2 separate regions of the Sus scrofa genome follow, and region 2 is linked to region 1. The links are chromatin contacts, called in public HiChIP or PLAC-seq maps. All regions are on one chromosome and are shown on one strand. The core of a region is the stretch at or near the end of the contact, and the rest is flanking DNA. Distances in the headings are between cores, read along the strand shown.

What was found. HiChIP or PLAC-seq counts read pairs in DNA pulled down with a chosen protein or histone mark.
Region 2: a contact with region 1 is called in an H3K27ac HiChIP or PLAC-seq map of skeletal muscle, with 4 times the contacts expected there. The contact joins two enhancer-like sites. A contact is called at or near these places in 1 of 47 Hi-C or Micro-C datasets (subcutaneous adipose tissue) and 1 of 2 datasets of contacts at active chromatin or transcription factors (skeletal muscle).

The regions. Positions count from the first base shown.
Region 1 is chr10:58,466,783-58,473,033 of Sscrofa11.1, forward strand. No RefSeq gene overlaps it. Among named protein-coding and RNA genes, the nearest start is that of FZD8, 370 kb to the left of the region's middle. Within about 2 kb of position 2,634, at least 17 of the 83 cell types and tissues checked have an H3K27ac peak or open chromatin away from gene starts, as enhancers often do. A contact at or near this core is called in skeletal muscle and subcutaneous adipose tissue, where this site is marked.
Region 2 is chr10:58,647,544-58,654,160 of Sscrofa11.1, forward strand. No RefSeq gene overlaps it. Among named protein-coding and RNA genes, the nearest start is that of FZD8, 550 kb to the left of the region's middle. Within about 2 kb of position 4,413, at least 5 of the 83 cell types and tissues checked have an H3K27ac peak or open chromatin away from gene starts, as enhancers often do. A contact at or near this core is called in skeletal muscle and subcutaneous adipose tissue, where this site is marked.

The sequences.
Region 1 (6,251 bases), core at 1,384-3,883:
GTCTCAGTGCCCCATCTGTAAACTGGAGGAGAGACTGACATCTAATCACTAAAACTGTGGATTAAACAAGCATGAACATTCAAATAACATGAATATGTAAAGAGCTTTGTACACTGTGTGGCATGCATAGATCTTAGCATTTCACATGCAAATATTTCAATAAATAATGCCTTCAATAAAATAATAACGTTCATGTAAGAACATAAAATATGCTTGAGATCCTTCCAGAATATCTATAATAAATAGATAATAATAGATGTCTCTTGGAATATCTATAATAAATCTTACCCTGATACATTGTAATCCTGTTGGACAGTCATGTCTATTTTTTACTGAACATTAGTTCTTTGCTGATTGATTTCAGAATGAGAAGTATTTTTCTTGACTTCCAACGTTATATTAGCAAGACACAGAAAAATCTAGAATCTTAAAAATTTTTGAAGAATATATTTTTTGAAGAGCCACTGTATACCAAGATGAAAGGATGCTCATCAGAATTTGATTTGAAGCCATTCAATAAAGAGGCATAAATAATTCAAATCTAGATTCTAAAAAAGTCTTTTGTTCAGCCTTTACAAGGAATGAAGTACTGATATATGCCACAACATGGATGACCCTGGAAAATATTATTCTAAGGGAAAGAGGCAGATCATAAAAGACCACATATTACCTGATTCTGTTGATATGAGACGTCCAGAATAGGCAAATCTATAGAGAAGCGGGAAGGAAGGCGGGAATGCAGAGCTAAAGACACAGAATTTCCTTTCGAGGTACTGAAAATATTCTAAATTTAGTTCTGATGATGGCACTTATCCATGTATATGCGCATATACAATAAAAACCACTGATGGGGGGTTTGGGAGGGAAATACTACAAAACTAGGTTGTGATGATCATTGCACAACTATCAATGTCACCAACTTCTTTGAGTTAAAAAAATAATAAAAAATAAAAAGATAGAGCCTGAAAAAAATATATAATTCCTAAAATCCAGCTCTTGCGGATGTTAAAAATGAAAAAAATAAAAAACCATTGAATTGTACCATGTAATTGTACACTCTGTGACATATCGCAATAGAGCTGCTCCAAACGAGAAGCTTTGACCAAGTATATACAGCAGTGAACACTGTAACATGTAAATGCTCACAGTATTTTTTAGCTCACAGGGTTTTTTTCCTGCAAAATATGCTCTTATTAATACAATATTTCTCTGTGAGACTCGTTTTTTAAAGTATTTTAAAGGAGATGACCTTTGTTCTCTATTTCACGAATATATTTTTCTGTAGTCCAATATAGTATTCTAACAGCTTATCAACTGAAATTAATCTATAAGATCATTTAAAAATTCCATAAAGTTTCTCATGAAAAATGACATGATTCTGTGCCATTAAAATGGAACTACAGGAGAAAAAAAAAAAAAAACAACCAGTTAAAAGAGTGATTTGAAATAACTTCCTCTTTTAAATTAGACACATTTCCCTAGGAATCACGGTGTTTTCAAGTATAAACCTCTCAACGATGTTGGCTGATAATATATTCTTATAATTGAAGGTGAAATAAACCTAAGCATAGTTTCTTTGCTTTTCCATATCATAATACAGAAAGTGCCCATTTTGACAAAGATATAAACAAGGAAACTCTGCGAAGGGAGAAAACCTAGAGCAAAGATAAAATTGGGTTAAATTATTAAAGTACTCCTCAATAAAGAGACTAGAAATGTAGGTGGGAAATAGAGAATGGAGATTTCTGCAAAATTCATCAGCATTAACTGAGTCTACAAATATCCCGGGAGCAGTACTCCAGACGGTCAGCTTGGCCTCCACTCTTTCCCCTGGTAAAACTTTTCCAAGTTTGCTGAGTGATGTCAATGCAAAGTTTTCCCAAACTTCCTGGAAATTTTACAGGCAATTCACTGGAGATACAAAAAATATCTGGGGCCGTAGCCAACAGCATTCCTCTGTGAATACTGGCTCTCAATTTGCTTTTTATTTTTCTTAATTGGGGTTATGCAATCTTAAAGATTTACAGTTAAGGAGACAAGCAAAATATAAAATTTAAAGAAGAACTAACAACTATGAAAATGATTATTCTTTTTAACCCTACTGTGGACAGGATTTTCTTTTATTCTTACGTAGAAACAAGCTGGATTTTTCTACGCAGGCATCCTTTTAATCAGCTCTAGTGTGTAATAAATTCTCAGATGAAATCTTAGCGGAGCTTATTAAACGAATGTTTTAATTTAATGGGTTAGTGAGTAAAGTGTAATTAGCATCCTTTAAGAAAAAAGGCATATGTTCTGAACTGGAAGGGGAAAAAGACCAAAGAAAAAATCATGTCTTTTTTTAAAAATTCAATTTAAAAATTTTTTTTGATCATCAGCATTTGATTCACTGGTTTTTCCCTTTTATATCCCCCTTCTAATTCCATTGTCTGGACATGTCTCAGTGCGAGTACTAAATATGAGATCGACTAGGCATTCGCTGCACCTCAGACAAAATCTTATTCTGGGTTTTTAGACAGTGTCTGATGGTGCCGACTTCTTCTCTCGGCCTGAGCAAGCACAGTCTCCAGGAGAAGCTTTTTTGGGGAAAGATTGGCCAGGAAAAAATGCGTGTCCTTGACAGCCGTTCCAGGTTGGGTGTCCGCGAACGTCTACGGGGTGGTGTCCCTTTAAGCACAAGGAAAGGGCAGGTCCCGCTGTTATCCTTGACCCTCTGACAAAATAGTCAGGCGCTGTTTGTAAAAGAGCCAAGTAATTAAAAGTATCCCAGGGTTATGGTGAAATAGGACAAGTAAAACACGCTCCTGGATACCAGCTCTCTTTCAGGACCAGCTCTTTTGTATTTTCTCTCTATTTTGTTTTCTTCTTTATTTCAATTTTTCATGGCACAGTTTCTCCTCTCAGACACTGTTCTCTGCCTGTCAGTTGGTAAAATGATAAGTACCATTATTCCTGCTCATCTAGCTTGAGGTCTAGAGCCGTTTGCTTCCAATCCCCAAGTCACCCCCAAATTCCAGAACTGCATTTTCCCCTCTCAGTTTCAGAAGAAATGATTAATTATTAAATGGACACTAGGAAAGGGTACAGAAATAGAGTGTTTCGGTTACACAGAGAAAGGATGAGACAGTTTTCAGAACTTCTTTATGGTGATGTTTCTAGCAGAGAAGAAGGCCTGGGGTGCTTCCCTTGGCTTCCTCTAGGTTGACCATTTAACCCAAACTGTCTGGGTAAGGGCTTGTCATGTTGGCTTAACGATTAGCAGGGTGTCTCTCCACTCTCAAAAGTGTTCTGACTGAGGGGATAGACAGTACAGACACCCCAGCCATCTCTTCTGCCGAACTGTTTGACTGCTCAAGAAATAGAGAAATTAGTTTGGATTTTGTTTAGAGAGTTCCCAAGCCATTTTGCAGCTGGTCGCTCTTGCTCCCGTTAGGACACAACTATGTGTACCGTTAGACTTTGGAAGGGAAACCATTTGTGACTATTGAGATATCCCCCAAATCTCTAAATGGCCATGCTATGGAGTAGTCAAATACCAAATCCAATGGACAAGGGCTGTGTCACTTAGGGTGGGTTTGAATCTCCTATGCCACCCAGTAACTGTACGACATTGGCCAACTCATCTAACTTCTCTGAGCCTAAATGTCCTTTTCTGTCCTGTGCACATAGGAATGGCTGCCACCCTGGACTGTCATGAAGATTAAATGATAGACGGTTATAGCTACATAATTATTTAATCTACACATCTGTCATCCATCCACCCATCAATCCATCCAGATATTTTATCCTTCTACAGATTATTAATTTTTTTTAGGGCTGCACCCATGGCATATGGAGGTTCCCAGGCTAGGGGTTGAATCAGAGCTGTAGCTGCCAGCCTATGCCACAGCCACAGCAACGCCAGATCTGAGCTGTATCTGTGACCTACACCACAGCTCACGCAAAGCTGAATCCTAACCCACAGAGCAAGGCCAGGGATCGAAACTTCGTCCCCATGGATACTAGTCAGATTCATTTCTGCTGAGCTGTGATGGGAACTCCAGATTACTTAGGCAAGATGCCTGATACTACAATTTGAAGTGGCTTAAAATAACAAGAAGGCATGATCTTGCTTAGACAAAGCTCTACATTTAAATAATGCAAGGTTAATTTACTTCTTAGATTGACTTCATCCTAAGGCTGGTTCCTCAGGATTGCAACCTGGCTGTAGCAGTTCCAGCCATCACAACAACACTCAACAACATCCAGAGACAGAAGAACACAGAATCTTGTGTCTCGAGCCTATGTCCTTGTAAGGAAACTTTATGCAGAAGCTCCACGTCACATCTCCTCTCCCTCCCACTTGGCCTGAATTATACTGCTTGCCAGTGCACTTGTCTGTTACTGGTAAGGAAAATGGTATCTTCGAGGTGAGTTGGCCAAGACAGCCCTTCCCAGTTGGAGAGAATTGGGTTCTATAAATTGGGGATCTTTGTGCCTATAGGAGGGTGTGCATATACCCAGGGTAGACGGATATCGTGTAGGCATCTGGATAGCTGAATTCCAGCCAAAGAGGTGACATCAGATTTCTTCATGAACCCGAGAAATTTATTTTCCCACCCAGTCTTCCATTTATGTCTGGGTAAAGATGTGGTATTGACTTCCTAGTACTAGAAGGTCCCTTCAACCACTAACAAGCTGCTGGGTCTACTCAAAACCACAGTCCGAAATCCACGTGGACACTCTCCCTATTTCATGGTCCAGATTCCCACACAATTTGTAGATATTGATGAACTGATAAGAATAAGAAAAAAAAAAAAGAGTACTAGAATAAGAATTAGAAGACCTGGTTTCAAGCCCAGAGTCACTGAATAAAGCTGTGACTGCAATTCATTAAAGTAAAAGCCCTTTGTAAGCTCTAAAGAGCTGTACAAATCCAAATGACGGTTAGAGTGCATTTGACAAACTGCTCTGATTAAAAAACACCCTTTCTTTTTCTCCAATTCCAGGTCCCTTTTGGAGTTAGTTTGCATACCTAGCTTGGGGAAGGTAGATCACTCAGGACTGTACCTTGAACTTGTTCCCACCTCTGCTTTTGGTTCCTTCCGGAGAGGGGGCAGGGGAGAAACAGACAAGTGGGGCTTTTGCTTAATCCACTCTTCCCAACAGGCTCACAGTTTACACGTGATTTTCATATACCGAGTTTAACCTTAGAACACAAATACGTTTGCATGATTTACATAAAGTTATAAAAGCAACCATTTGCCAACAACCATACTCTCTCTACCACACTTTGTCCTTGTCCTCTAGGGTCCAGGTTTAGACGTGGCCTTTATGAAGTGACCACACAGACTCCATGTTTCCCTGGAAGACTTCCTACAGGAAGACTACAGGTGTGAGGGGTGGTGGCTTCTTTCCAGCAAAACAAGAGTGAAGGGGGGAGGAGCCAGGAGGGGGGAGGATGTGTAGTGCCACGTGTCTCCCTCGTGGAACTCTGTTGCCGGGTGGGGCTGCATCTCCAGCTCCTTAAGTTTTACCATCTTCAGGAGATGCACATGGTGGGATGGACACTGAGGCACCAGTGCACTGACTTGGTCAAGATGCTGCGTTGTCTTGGAAGCTCGGCTTCCCCATGGAAAAATGTATGTGTGTGGTTGCGAGTGCACATGTGTGCATGCTGGCGGTTGATAGGGCTTGGGGCGGGACATGAGAAGTAAGTAGATCTCTAGCTTCTTTCCAGAGCCAGCCTTCTCATTCCAGGTCCTTGGAGAGCCACCGTGCAAGGGGCTACAGATTCAGGGAGAACTGCATAGGGAAGAATTACAGCTTCAGGATGTAGGAGACCAAGTGACAGTTGGAATGAGGGACGGGTGCTCAGAAAGCTGGTAACCACAACCAGTGGTGCCACCATGGAGCTGTGCCATGGGTGACTGGGCAGCTGCTGAGCAAAGTCAGTGGCAGAGAGGCTCTACGGGGCCCACCTGCCCACAGAGGGTGCTATGGGGGTCATCTTTGGGACTGTACCTGGGACTGTCACCGAGGACAGCAGGTTGACCTCATGCCAGGGAACAAGCCTGCCATGACCCTTCTACTCTCTGTTGTCTTTCTAGAACACGCCCAGATTTTTCTTTCTGCTTTGTCTTCCTTTCTTCTGATGTTGGATGTCTGAAACCACTTTAATAAAGGATCATGTTTTACATTTTTTTTTCCTATCCTGGGGGGTGAGGGTCTTGAAAAATAAATCTTGTTAAAAAATTAAACCACATATATTT
Region 2 (6,617 bases), core at 3,163-5,662, 180 kb after region 1:
TATTAAAACAAAATACAATGAAAAATTAAAGAAATACATATCTCAAGGTATTAAAAAAACTTAGAAAGAAAAGCAAAATAAACTCAGTGAAAGGAGAAGAAAGGAAATATCTAAGGTCAAGACAGAAACTAATAAACTAGAACTTGTACAATTAATAGGTAATGTCCACAAAGTGAAAAGATGGGTTTTTTTGAAAAGATTGATAAAAGTGAAATAACTCTATCAGTACCATTCATGGACAAGTGCAGGCAAAACAGCCTGTATCAGAAATTTATAAAGGAATACCCCACAAATATTGAAGATGCTAAATAGGTAAAGAAAGGACATCAAGAAAAGCTCTATGTCAACATTTTACAACTTCAATGAAATGAAAATATTCCTTAAAGAAAAAAGGAAATAATAAACGTGCAAACACACACACACACACACACACACAATTTAGCAAAACTGACGCAGGAGAAAACAGAAAACCTGACTAGTCCAAAAACCATTAAGAAGTTTGACTCTTCCCTCACAGAAAACTCCAGGCCTAGATGATTTCATCATAGAATTTTTATAAACCAGGAAAGCAGAAATTAATCAAATTCAACACAGACAAAAGAAAAGATGAAGAGGAAACTTTCTGTGGCTAATTTTCTAAGGCTATTGTAAACCTAAAAACCAAAAATGCAACCAGGGAATAAGGGAAAGGAAATTACAAGTTCATGCCATTCATGAGAATAAAGGCAAAAAAGCATAAGTGAAAGGATAGCAGACTTAACTTAGTAACCTATTAAACTAAAAAACAAATATATATATATATATATATCATGACAAAGCCGGGATTACCCTAGGAATGTATAATTTTTTTTTCATGTTGGAATATTAGTAGATGTACTTGTCATTAAATGTTTAAAGTAAAAATCAATGTTATCTCAATATATACAGAAAACATTCCTGATAAAATTCAAAATCCATCCATTGGGAAAGCAAAACTCAAGTCCTCACAATAAATAACTGAAAGTCATGTCTTCCTATAAAGCATACCTACACAAACGTCACCACTGACATCACACCTACTGGCAAAACACTGACAGTGTTCATTTTGGGGATTAAGAACAAGATAAAGATGCCCAAAGCCACCATTTCAGTTCAATATTTTATGCAAGTCTTACATGGTGCAATAGCTTCCACTTCCTCTAGGGAAAAAGGAAAAAGGAAGAAAAAGGAAAAAAAGCAAAAATGTATAAGAGAATCCGCAGAGGTATTATACTAGCATTGGTAGATTAGAATTAGAGATTATAATTATTTAACTATTAAATCTAGAATTAGAAATCATTAATTTTAATAAGCTTGCTGGAAAAGAAACTAATAAGCCCAAATCCGCTCTGTTTCTATGTATCTACAAACAATAAAGGGGCAAAAACTATATAACTTTTATAATAGCAGCAAAATTTTTAAAGTAATAAGTTATGTGTAATACTTCTAGAGAAAAAATTACAGAACATCATTTACAGAAATTAATTAAGACATATAAATTGATATGTAAATCATATTCACACTGGAAGTCAGATAATAATTAAGTTCTTGATTTCTCCCAAAAATACATTACGGAGTCAAAGAAATTACATTAAAAGTTATCAGTAGTTTTGGCTTATTTTTGCTTTTGCTTTTTAATGGAACTCGAGAAACATATTCCACCATTTTTATGGAAACGCAACAGACCAAGAACAGTTAAGACATACTTAGAGAAGAAAGCATGGAAGGACTGCCTTTTCACACATCTAGTCTTACTATACTTACAAAGTTTAGTATACTTAAGCAAGTGTAGATTTGCCACAGAGAATGAAGAATTGAAGAGAATACTAAATTTCTATTTGAAATTTAGACATCTCTCTGTTACTCAATATATCTAGTACTGGGCTTATAATTATCCCCCTAAAACCCACATGGACTCACTCTTATTCACCGCCCTTTTCTTTTGTACAACATACCAATCTATGTGTATACTCTGTTGGCTCTACTCTTAAAATATGCAGCACTTGACCTTATTTTTCTACCTCTCTTGGAACAACCTGGTTGGAACTATAATCAAATGTGATGTGTACTAGCACAATATCCTCCTAATTAATCTCCCTGCTTCTCTTCGTACCCCCGCCAGTAGGAATTCAGAAAAATCCTCTCGAAGAATTTCAGTAAAATATAAGAAAACAGGGATAGACAGCTAAAGGAAATTAAGAAAGCAATGCGTAAACAAATTAAGATGTTCAACAAAGAAACAGAAACCATTAAAAAAAAAATGAGAAATCCTAGAGTTGAAGAATACAAGGACTGAACGGAACAATTCAAAGAGAACATATGACTCAATAGCAAAAAAACAATAAAATATGATTAAAAAAATAGGTGGAGGATCTGAACAGATTTTTTTTTTCCAAGGAAGACACAGAAATGGCCAATAGGCACATGAAAAGATGCTCAGCATTACTAATTATGATATAATCACATATCGGCACTAATTATATAGAAGTATATATAAAACACAGGGCATATACATGTAATAAAGTATTAATGATCAGCAAAACACATATTAAAGTCCCAATTACATGCTACTGAAAGTTGCCTGGGATGTAAAGTAACTCATTACTGCTTGTGAATGTTTAAATAAGCAGGAGCACCTTGGGAATCTCTTTGTTATTATTCAGGAAATGTGAAGCTATACTCTCCTGAGTTAGCAATTGAACTTGGAAACAAACCCTGGAGAAACTCTCACATACGTACAGCATGCATAACAGAAAAGAACGTTCACAACTGTAACTCTCATAAGCAAATTGGGGGAGGATAATGCACGTGGGGACATTATTACTGAAGCTTCTTGAGGGTGACAGTGGTGATTAAGTGGCGGTGGCTAAAGCTTCAGCCATTTGTGATCCAGCAAAACTGTTTCTGTGGCAAAAGCTACCACATTAAAAAACAGGGCATCTACTACGACATGACATTTAGGTGTAAAGTCAGTGGCATTAAGTATATCACATTATAGTCTAACCAGCACCGCCACACACCTCCAGAACTTTCTGTGTTCCTGAACTGAGACTCTGCACCCACTAAACAACTCCCCATTCCCCCCGTCCCCTCTTTGTGACTCCTAAGAGTCTGAGCACCTACGGGATGAGTGGAACCGCACAGTGTTCGTCCTTGTGTCTGGCTTACTTATCTGTGTGGGTCAGAATGACCTTCCTTTTACTTACCCCACGGTGTGTCCATCCCTCATTTTGTTTATCCCTTCTTCTCTCAATGGACGTTTTGGTTATTTGGTCTATTGTGAATAACGCTATGAAACTAAGTGTACAAGTAACTGTTTGAATCCCGGTCTTCAATTCTTTTGGGTACACACCCAGAAGTAGAATACTGGGATCGCATGGAAACTCTACGGGTAATGTTTTGAGCAACAGCCGTCCTGTTTTCCATAACGGCGGCACCACTTTACATCCCCATGGGCCGTGCACGAGGATTTCCGCTTCTCCCGTCCTCACCAACATTTGTTATGCTCTGTGTGTGTGTGTGTGTGTGTGTGTGTGTGTGTGTGTGTTTTAGACAACAGCCATCTTAATGGCTGTCGAGTGGTATTTCATTGTTTTTGTCTGCATTTTCCTAATACCAATTATTTTTGAGCAGCATTCATCAAGCCCTAACCCTTGTACCCTACTCCTTTCCTTTTTTTTTTTTTTTTTTTTTTTTTTTTGTCTTTTTGCTATTTCTTTGGGCCGCTCCCACGGAATATGGAGGTTCCCAGGCTAGGGGTCAAATCGAAGCTGTAGCCGCCGGCCTACGCCAGAGCCTCAGCAATGCGGGATCCGAGCCGAGTCTGTGACCTACACCACAGCTCACGGCAACGCCGGATCCTTAACCCACTGAGCAAGGGCAGGGATCGAACCCACAATCTCATGGTTCCTAGTCAGATTCGTTAACCACTGTGCCACGACGGGAACTCCCGCCTTTCCTTTTTTAAAGCAAGTAACACCGTCAGTAACCAAATAACTCAGACTCTTCGCAGTAGATTTTCCCCTTAGTCTATGGAACTTCACCCCCCACCCCCAAAAGGCACTGCATGCCCAAAGAAAAAGTTTCAGTTATCATATAATTTCACAGTACATAAGGTAACGCTGCTTGGATCCCTCCGCTAAGGTGTGATACGCCATCTACTGAAGTGAGAAGAGTAACCCCTTTTTACTTCAAGCTGTTATCCTGCACACAGAGCAAATGAAAGATACTGGAAAACCTCTAATGGATTCAAGGTTCTTTTGACCTTAGCTTGAAAATAAAAAAGAATTAGAAATTATTTTCTTGCTGGTTCAGAGCCAAAGACTCTTGGCCAGAACAACTCTGTGGAGTTCCTTTCAGCTGAATGTGAGGCTGAGCCTCCAGTGGAGGTCCCCGGGAGCTGAGGCCATGGTGAACCCAGCACCTCTCATCCGCTGGGCACCGGGGACCGCAAGGAGGCTGTCGCCTTGAACTGGATCCAGTTTAGAAAAGGTGACTGAGCATGGAGCTTAGGGAGAGTTTCCTCTCTCAGCCCGGCAGGCAGGGCGTGTGAGCTGTAACCTTCCTATCGGTTTATTAAAAACCAAAAAAAAAAAACCCCAAAAAACAAAACCCTGATAGAAGTCAGCACATATTTTAAAACATTTAAGTCTATTGTTTCCTTCTTGGGGGAAAAAAAAAAAAAGTGCTAAAGAATTTTAAGCTTTTCTAGCAGCACCCTAACTCATAGCCAGATTAAATTTCTTTCCTTCATAGATTCCCTGAGGCATCATTATAATGAAAAAGTAGGCACCAGAAAAACACTTAACCTAGTCGTGTCTGGAAAAAATTTCACTTTTTGGATGACCCGTGTAAAAATCTCCACACATTTTACTCTATCACAGCTCTGCAAGCCAGTCTCATCTCCAGTGGATACTAGTGAACTACTGCCCTCTAAAGGTCATGACCTCAGGCATCCGTTGAGTGTTTATCATCAAAAACAAGACTGAAATAATACTGGCGGCTGTTTTCAGAAGTCTGAGCCCGAAAGCTGCAGAAGGGCCCCTCGTGCTCCCCTCTGCAGATTTACTCATGAGTTTTACTTATTTAATCTTCTCTATTGTCTATTGCTAGGTTGTTAGAACTCCTCTCTCTTTGGCCTCCTTATCTCTTGGGTTTTCTCATCCATTCTGGACTAATCCTTTTCTTCCTTCTTCCTGTCTTCAGCCAGGAGAGGAGATACACATTAATAGGGTTTTGAGGGTGACCTAGGATGGGGGTGATGCTATCATTTAATTTAAGTTCATTGACTGCCTCCCTCAACCGAAAGGACTGTCATATTTGCAAATGTCTCCTCTGAGCCAAGACCAGGGTTTGGCATGTATTAGGCTGCTGATAAATTCTTAAGTAAATTGTTTCTGTAAGACATATAAAATGTGGTTCCATTTTCTTGTACTTTTGCCATATAGTTATTTACTTACCTGTCTTTGTAGGCTTTTTCTATTCAAAGGTCACATTGGGTTTCTTCTTTTTTCTTCTACTACCTTCAAGTGCCTCAGTCTTCTCTCCTCTTCAGATCTCTGTTTCAGCTGATTCCTTGCTTTGGCATTCCTTACCCTGTCTTATTTTCACATTGCCTGAGAGTCTCCTGGGCACCACCACACTTGGTAACCATTTCTGATTTGTAAATTTGTCTGTATTGGCCAGCTTCCATTTCCACATGGTTAAATAGGCAAGCAGCTCAGTTGTAGACTTCCCCTCTAGAAGAAAAAAAGTGAAACAGATACAGATGAGAACAGAAAAGAGATTAAAACCTCTTAAACATAGTATTGCCTGGGGAAGGCCGCGCGTCTATGGGAACTGACTCTGACACTTGAAATTAGATGTTGAAGGACATGAATATGATTCATGACATGGTCACAGAGTTGCTTAGCAGTGAAACACTTTATCCTAGGACACCTTGTATTTTTCAAGAAACTTCCTTTTAGATTTCTTATTTTGCTTTTCACACCGGCTCTGTGTGGTAGCTACAACAGGTTCAAACATTCTTCTTTCACGGTAAAGGTACTGAACACAAAGACGTAAGTGTATCTCCTCCGTGGGCAGCTGGTATATTGCCTTATGTGCAGTAAATATTCACCATAGCCTCCAAAGGTTTGTTCATATATCAACAAACAGTGGTTTAGCTCTCTTGTCATACCAGGTTTCTTGCTAGGTGTTGTGAATATATATACACAAAAACAAATAAACACATTATCACTGGCTCTTAAAGTGATCATAGCTTATAAGGAAATTGATAATAATAATGACATCATAAGAAAGCTATTCAAACTACTATTATTCATTACATTTGTTGTTGAATACGGTGGCTGTTTAGGGAAATCATAAAGATTTTGTTGTTGGGTTGCAGGTGGTAAGGAAAACCCAAGTTGAAAGCTGAGAGAACAGTGTGCAAGGCCTCAAAAATATTCCATCACCTCAACTGCACTCAGCTAATGCAAAGACATCATCCCCTACAAAGGTCAGTCGTGAGGGATGAAGGGATATTATCCACGTGGATAAAGAGAGGTCCATGAAGAAAAAAAAATTCTCAATTTTTACTGTATTCCAGATTGCTTCAT